Linked DNA regions of Zea mays: all the other regions are linked to region 1. A link is a contact called in public Hi-C data. All regions are on one chromosome and are shown on one strand. Each heading gives the region's core, a stretch centred on a gene start, on an enhancer-like site or on the middle of the called end of the contact. The rest is flanking DNA. Distances are from core to core; before and after follow the strand shown.

Region 1 (2,682 bases), core at 134-2,633:
AGACAGATTGAGCCATAAAAGTTTGAGGTGATTGGCCCTAGACTCAAATACGCTCCTGACTGGAACCAACTGATTTGGATCATGTCGAGTTTGCATAAAAAATCTGGGTTTAGACATTAGAAAAGAGTTGACTGAAAAAGGGAAGCTGCATATCCAAACGAGTTGACTTCCAGTACTGAGAAATAAATAAATTATAAACAAAACATTCAGGAAACAGAAGCAAATGAGCCAAAGTGTGATATGTAGCAGTCAATAAAAACTTATAGAAGGTAATTGGAGTATTGAACCACAAAATCGATGTGATTATGTCCACTATATCCAATCTCATTGGCTACAGCAGACCCTGCTCTGTTCATCACAATAGATTAGGGTGTATTAAGACCACCCTCTGGGGATTACATAAGAGGGTACACAACAGAAAAATCACAAGGAACGTAAACAAAGCATAAACCTATCTGTGTTCATTTGGTTGCTAATCCTCAAATTAAACAAAAAAAAACAATTGAGCATGTACATGTACCACGCAGAGAGGCAGAGTTAAAGCCATCAATCGACTTTCCAAGTCTCCCACCTTATTAGACGAGTTGGCTAACATGTCATAATGTACCAGATAACTACAATTGCAAATACCAATGAAGAATAGGCCAAGAATACCAGGGCGTGCTTACTGCGTAGGAATCGCAAGTATCTTCTGGTAAGGGCACCCTGGTACTGGCGCCAACTCTGTCCAGGTCATCGAACAGCAAGGGTTGTAGCTTCTTCTTCAACTCCTCCAGCCCTGCCATCCAGGTGCGCTGAGGCCAGGGCCCCTGCTTCTGGATTGCAGTACCCTGAGGTGCCGTTTGGATAACGGGATATGAGAGGTGGGATAGGTAAATGAGGAGGGATGGAAAGCTCATACGCTGCTTGGTTCATGGGAAAGGAAAATGGGGAGGGAAGGCAGCGGTCTCTGGTCGTTTCGACTCAGAGCGAGGTCCGAACTCTAGCATCGTCACTAGGGTTTCGGTTTGGTTTCTTCCTCAAATCCTTCACAGATCTAGTGTTTTTATGCTGGTTTCTTCTCTTTCCCAAGCCCAGAAGAGCAGGAGAGGTGCGTCCGGAGCGCGCAGGCTTGGGCGTGCGGAAAGCAGGGCCCGGAGCCGCGCTGGCGGTCGGCCAGCGACCGGACTGGAGAAGGAAGACGCGGCGCTGGGTGGTGAGCAGAGGCGCGCGCCAGCAAGGGCGAGACCTGGAAGGCGGAGGTCGCCGCCGTGACTTTGCCTGGTGAGCTCGTTCTTGCGCCTGAGAGTGCGGTGGTGATCTAGGGCGGGGGTGGAGGCAGTGGGTGGCCGGTGGTAGAGGTGGACCGGGCTGAGGTGGTTGCGTGAGGCAGTGGTGGTTGCGTGAGGTAGTGGACAGTGGTAGTGCCCGATTTTTTATATATATTTTAGCTTATTTTTAAAAAAAATATTAACGTTTAGACACTGAATAAAATATTCTTTATTTTAGATCCTCAGCTTGACCCTGAAATAATATTGCTCGACGTTATAAATCTTGGCGTCGAGCAGAGGGTCACGCTGACGCTAGCGTAGGCTCGATGACGTGACGGATGACGTGTCAGACCTTAGCAGCACAGACCTTGATGCCAAGGTCTGATAAATATGCTCAGTCGGCTTTTCCCTCTCGCGCTCTCTCCCTCACTGCACCTCACTCTGCCCGCCGACCACCACCACCGCTTCGTCCCGCCTAGTACTGATGCGCCCCCTTCTTCGCCTCCGTGCCTGGTGTCACTCCCTCGAGCTCGCCTCATACTGCCCCAATAAGTTTAGTTTTAGTGGATTTAATTTAGTTAGAGGATTTAATTTAGTTAGAAGATTTAGTGGATTTAGTTTAGTTAGTGGTTTGATTAGTTAGTTTAGTATATAATCTGGTTTATTTTGATTTAGTTAGTTTAGTATATACTCTAGATTTAATTAGTGGATTTATTATTTACTTAGCAAATTATGTAGTTACTCTGTATTTTATTTAGCTTACTTTCTACTTAGGTAACATCTTTATTTGCTATTTTAGCTAGAAGTTTGCAAACATGTTTGTTAGTTTATAATTTTGTTATCAAATTAATATAGTTAGGTTACTTACATTTTTGTTGGTTAGCTTGTAATTTTGTTATTTAGTTGGTGCAATTAAGTAGATTGTCATTTAGTCGTTATTTGCAGTGACTGAATGTGCATGCAGCCATCGTGTTTTTGTCTGCTACTGAGTATGTATGTCAGTCATTGTGCTGCCAATTTCTATGTAGATTTTAGAAATCTCCCCATATAAGGGAGGTGCTATCGAAATTTTCATTAACAGTGCTATGTTGCTTATTTTCAGACAGGAGGCTGTCCAACTCCACCACCCCCGCCACTGGCACCTTGACTCCACTGCGACCTAAGGTATAACCCATTGCTCTTGTCATATTCATAGAATTTTATAACTATGTTAGATGTGGGAAGTTATTAGTTAGTATATAATTATTACTTAGTAAGTAGTTATTACTTAACCATTGCTTAGTACTAGCCCTCTATAGCGTAGTGCAGTGCCAACTATGACCCAGCCCCCGAGGGTGCCCAAGCAGGGTCTCCTTCCTGTACTTCCATGGACGTTCACGCGGGATCTCCTCCACACTCTGGTTGTATGGTGGTAGCCCAAACTTTGGATCAG
Region 2 (2,682 bases), core at 84-2,583, 820 kb after region 1:
CCCTCCCCGCATCTCGGCCGAACGTTGCTCTCCCGCCGCAGGCTCCCGTCCGGTGGCGCACGACATCTCTACATCCGTGTGGCACGACGCTCATCTCCGCGACGTGCTGCTCCGATGCGGCATCATGGGTGCTGCGGACGGCGCCACCAACGTGTGCTTGGTAGGCGGCGATGGCGACAACTGCAAGTACGGCACCAGCCTGCAGCGCATCTCAGATCTCGGATTTTTTTGCCATCAATCAGCAAGCGCGGCAGGAGGGAGCAGAGCCGGAGATGGGGCGGTGCTGGTGCTGCTGCCGGTACCTAAAGCTGCTATGCTTGGTTCTCCTCCCACCGCTCAACTTATGCCTGCACCACAGCTGCTGCTCCAATCTGTCCCCATTCTCACCGCCGAAGATTCGCTCCATTTTCTATGGCACCTAGAGTTGGCCTTCAGGGGAAGACCGCTCCACAGGCCAAGAAGTCGTGGGGTTCCGAGATTGCCAGTAGCGGTGGCCGGAGCTCCTCCGATGTTTCCACGCCATATGCTACGACGTCTTGTGCTTCCACGCCGGATGCCACAATAGACAAGGTGAGGTCGAGATGTTTCTCTTTTCCTTACTGGAGACTTATAATCAATTGAGTTGTGCTCAAGCATCGTTCCTTGATTTTTCTCTAAATCAATTGGTGCCTGCAGCATATTAAGACTGTCATGTCTCTCAATCTCTGCCCATACTTGAAGCCAATCTGGCTGATCACAAAAGACAGTCATCACCCTTTACCGCACGTAGCAGCCCAGTATTCGAGATTAAATCCTGAATTTGATTGTTAAAAGATATCATCATATCAACGAAGCTAGGCCACAAGACTAGCCTGATACACTGTGATGCCTGCACCACTTAAGGTACTACTTTCCTGAAGAAAGTCAATTTGCTGACAATGCAATGACCATTCCCTTGCCTATTCACATGGAGAAACTTGATGTTCATATAGAAATAAATATTTCTAGACACTTCAAGTAATAAAAATACAAAACAACTTAAGACTACGTATGAATGGCTCAAAATAATCATTAGTCACAAAGCTGAAAATACACCGTGACCTAACTTTTTTAATTGTGGTCTCACAGTTTGATGTATATAGTGCAAAATTTCTTTCAATCTTTGCTTACTTCAACTTCTTTCTATAAAGTGGACATAATCTAACTTTCCAGGCACATGCCCTAGAAGATGAGATCTTTTCTTCATTGCATGAATTCTTGAGAACCTTTATTTGAATTCTAGTGTTAATTTCTTTTCAATTGATTTTCTCCCTGCTGATATACATGCTTATAAAGAAAAATAAAATTATTTCTTTTTCACTTATATATGTTTAACCTTTTCATGAGAGCAGCTTTATATATTCACGATTTCTTGTTGGGTTGCCAACGTTATGTTTATATTGACCAACTTTATTAGGACACTGCATTCTGGTATTTGGCACTTAACAGTTCCACTTTGCAGGAAGAAAGGTTCAGATTGTGAGACAAAGGATATATGTACCATATCACTGCTCCTCTATCAAGCATCAGTTCTCATTATGTATATAGTTTTACCATTATGACATCCATTTTCCTTATCAAATGAATATCCATTTTATCCCTAGGAAGAATGGGATAACTGTTAGTATTAATTAGGTATGTGATATTCGTGAAAGGCACTGTGACTTTACTACATGAATATGCTCAAATCACTTTAATATAAAACCCTTCATATAACACATGGTAACAGAACTGTTACTTATATTTCCTCTAACCATTCTAGACGATTTACCCTACAATCTTTCAGTTCCTTCATTAATACTTTTCTTTTCAATTCATGCCTGTGTTCTTATACAACACACAAATGACTACTTATGTTTTATAGCTCCGTCTAGTTTAGAATCGTAGAATTTCCTGCCCGTGCAAGCATTAGATTGTTTTTTGGATTGGTTAACTAACAGTTATCGATAATTATTTGTTGTAGTCACTGTTGTTTTCTTTTTTCCTTTTTTTACTTGATTCAAGGACTGCTAGTGGCCGAAGGGCACTGCCTCCTCCTTTTGCTTTTACGTGCTGCAAGACCATTGTTATGTATTTCATGTTTATTATTACTTCGAATACGGCTAGAATACAATGTTTTAACAAGGTATGGTGATGGATTACTCTCGGTTGTTGATTAATCTTGTAGCACGTCCTTTACTAAATATTGTGTTTAAATGGCGAAGGATGATGGAGATACAATGAACACGAAAGTCATTATTATTTTTAGCCTTGGCGCTATATGTTTGTTAGCAGAGGTTACATGATTCTTCTTTCGGAATAGGCGGAAAAATGAGAGCCTTCACTGTTGTTTATTTAGTAGAGGTTGAGATCGTATTTCAAATTATTAAGAACACTATTGTTTTAGATTCTTTCACATATTCATACGTTTGAAAAAAAACCGCATTCTCCATGATGTTTTGGTCATAGAGAATGTAATAAAAGTCCATTAAATAGCATTGATACTCCCATACTATAGTATTTTCCTTTGTGTTGAGGATTAATGCAACCACAGTGTTGTGGTTTGAACACTAATCGAGAAGGCCTCTTTACTGTTGTCTAGGTCAGTTATAACTTTCATATATGTGCTTCCATACACTTTAATGTTAGTAGTACAATTGCTGTTAGCAGATTAAAAACTTAGTT
Region 3 (2,682 bases), core at 98-2,597, 780 kb before region 1:
CATTAGCTCACTGATTTGATCCAAAATTTTAATTTCAGTTGGAACAAGAAGCAAGAGGCCATCCACCACTTCATGTATGTTGTTACAATCATATTGTTTGGTTTTAGGTTCGAGATTATACTGAATATATATGGCAATGCACAGGCTCTCTAATACCTTCTTTCATGATTGAATATTTGGCAGCTTAAGAAATCACATAGTTCAAACAAAAAAACACCAGCTATGCAAGATGTAGTAAATTGCAAATTTGCAACCTTATCCAACCAATTATTAGCTTCAAGATAATAGGGTGGGTACTGAAATGAGAGAACAATGGGGTTTTTTCTAAGCACAAACTAAGGTAGAAACAGTATCTTAACACTATAGAATAATCCAAAAAAATTGAACCGGTTGCAGCGAAAAGAATTCGCAGAACTCCAATTTCTTCAAATAGATGTCAAGGCACATCATATCATGAATGATCAACTTTTGCCCGTTCATTTGTACAGTAAAGGACTAAACAGACAGGTAAACTTCCTAGCATTTACCAGAATTCACGTCAGGCCTAAGATAGAGTGGAAGCTTCAGCAGCAGTTCGCAGCGCAGGAGGCATCCCTTCTCCCACAACAACCTCCCGGGCTCATCCTCCCATGTAACCACAGATCCTTCCACCGAGTTCGTCCATCCACTCTCAGATACAACAAATCGAATCTCCCCAGTGGCTGCATCCATGTGGCCTCCTACCAAGCCATGGCTCGCTGCCACACCAAACAGCAGCTCCCTCAGCGCCCGAGCCTGCTCCAGTGCGCGAGTGACGTCCGCATCAGAACCCTCTCCCCCCACGAGCAGCACCCCTATGATGTCGAAACCGCGTGGCAGCAACCCCCGGATTTCGTCTGCGGAAGGCATAGAAGTATAGGGACATCGTCAGGACTCAGGCGGAATCATGAGTTGTTGGGAAAAGTGGGTTGGTGAGACTTGCCTGCTTCCCTGGGAAGATCAATGGCGTCATGGTCGCCGTGAATGGGACGTAAGACAGCAGCGACGGTGAAGGGAGGGAGAACGCGAGGCGCACCGACGAGCCAGCGGAACCAGGAGTGCGAGGGCGGGGAGAATAGCGATATCTTAGGGCAAAGGAAGCTGAGGGCTGGGCGGCCGCGCGAACCGGCGACGAAGGCGTCCATCGGCGGCGGCCTTGTTAGCGGCAACGCAGACGGCTCTGCTTTTAGGGTATGTTCGGATATATTTTTTAAAGGGAAAGATCCATGCCATTAAAGACCCCATCTTTGGATATTTACTATCAAAAGGAATAACTCTAAATATTTATCATTCAAAAATGCAACGATACCGATACATAGCATTCTGTTTGCTTCCGTCGGACAAGGGCATTCTTTTGTCAAGCAGTCAATTCCTCTACCCGTTCTGTCCTTTTCAGTTTCTCCAGGATCGAGGCTTCTCCTGGCAGCCTCCCCGCCGCCTGCACATCTCTCTGGCAGTGGCGGCTGCCTCCACCCCGCCCAGAGCCCTCATCCACACACGTTCTCTATCGGCGACCCCTATGTATCTCCATCTTTTCCCTTCTTCCTTTGTTAGTTTCATGGTTCTAGTTCATCTCTCTTTTAGTGATCAAGAATCAATCCAGAATTAAGTTGTATAGATCTTGCTGATGTTCCACAAGGGTAATAGTTTTTTTCTCTCTTTTGAACGTCTGCAATTTCTTGCAATTTATATTGTTGGGATTAAGCAAGTGTATTGTTGCTGCAGAATTGATCCAAGAGTGCGTGCATGTCACATCCGGATTTTCGGACGCGAAATCAAATGTGTGGTGTTGTTGAGCACCAAAATGAGGTGCGGACGGTCCGGCCCTGAGGCCGGACGGTCCGCGCACGCGCAGAGTAGATTAGCGTTCCGAGTTTTGTGCTATGTTTGTTAGCTATATCCGCGGAATTAGCTCGGAATCCGGTCGTGTAAAGGGTCCAGCCCCCCTCCTCTATAAAAAGAGAGGCTTACGGCCGATTTGTAATCAACAATCGAATCAATACAACTTCTATTCGCATTTATTTCCAGTACAATTAGGAGTAGTTCTAGTCTAGTTCTAGTTTAGCCTCTTGATCCCCAAATTCTTCGCCTCTCTTCGACTCTACGCCGATTAGAGGAGTCTAGGTCGGCCGGCCCGAGCCTAGACAACCCCTAGGATCTCTCCTCCCCGACGGGGTCCCTCCCGGGAGCGAGATCCAGGCGCCGCCGGCGATCTTCCGCCGCCCCTGCACACGCGCGGACCGTCCGGCCCCAGGGCGCGGACCGTCCGGCCGTTAGGCAGGAAAACCTAGCCCCTGCGCCAGGTCGCGGACCGTCCGGCCCCAGGCCACGGACCGTCCACGCCTGACCAGAGAGCACCGCCGCCGGTTCTTCTTGGGTATTTGGCGCTCCAAAAAAGCGTCAACATACTTTTTGGCGACTCCGCTGGGAAAACACATCTAGGCTCATCAAATCGGCCCTCAAATGGCCGGTTCAAGGGAGAGCTCTGATATTTCCCCAAGCAACATCATAGAGCCGACTTGGGAAACCTTGCCGGCTGACGAGCAGCTCCAGTTTGAGGAGCACAAGGAGCGGATGATCCAGGAGGCGAAAGCAAAATTCTTGGCCAACTTCAAAGTGGACAGGAACAACAAGGTCGTCCGACATCGGGCGACGGATCCGGCT

Evidence for each region. A called contact is a pair of places that touch in the nucleus more often than the background predicts.
Region 2: a contact with region 1 is called in a Hi-C map of ear, with 2.0 times the contacts expected there. The contact joins the promoter of LOC100193153 here to the promoter of LOC100194228 in region 1. A contact is called at or near these places in 2 of 25 Hi-C or Micro-C datasets (ear and tassel).
Region 3: a contact with region 1 is called in a Hi-C map of endosperm, with 4 times the contacts expected there. The contact joins the promoter of LOC103650432 here to the promoter of LOC100194228 in region 1. A contact is called at or near these places in 2 of 25 Hi-C or Micro-C datasets (endosperm and tassel).

The regions. Positions count from the first base shown.
Region 1 is chr3:98,229,266-98,231,947 of Zm-B73-REFERENCE-NAM-5.0, reverse strand. It overlaps LOC100194228 (Mitogen-activated protein kinase kinase 3), which reads right to left and starts at 1,383. Exons shown (of 9, transcript NM_001279806.2): 1 at 669-1,383. The coding sequence starts at 899.
Region 2 is chr3:97,409,150-97,411,831 of Zm-B73-REFERENCE-NAM-5.0, reverse strand. LOC100193153 reads left to right here and starts at 1,333. Exons shown (of 16, transcript NM_001358658.1): 1 at 1,333-1,558. The coding sequence starts at 1,410.
Region 3 is chr3:99,013,612-99,016,293 of Zm-B73-REFERENCE-NAM-5.0, reverse strand. It overlaps LOC103650432 (probable Ufm1-specific protease), which reads right to left and starts at 1,347. Exons shown (of 13, transcript XM_023301977.2): 1 at 962-1,347; 2 at 528-875. The coding sequence starts at 1,163.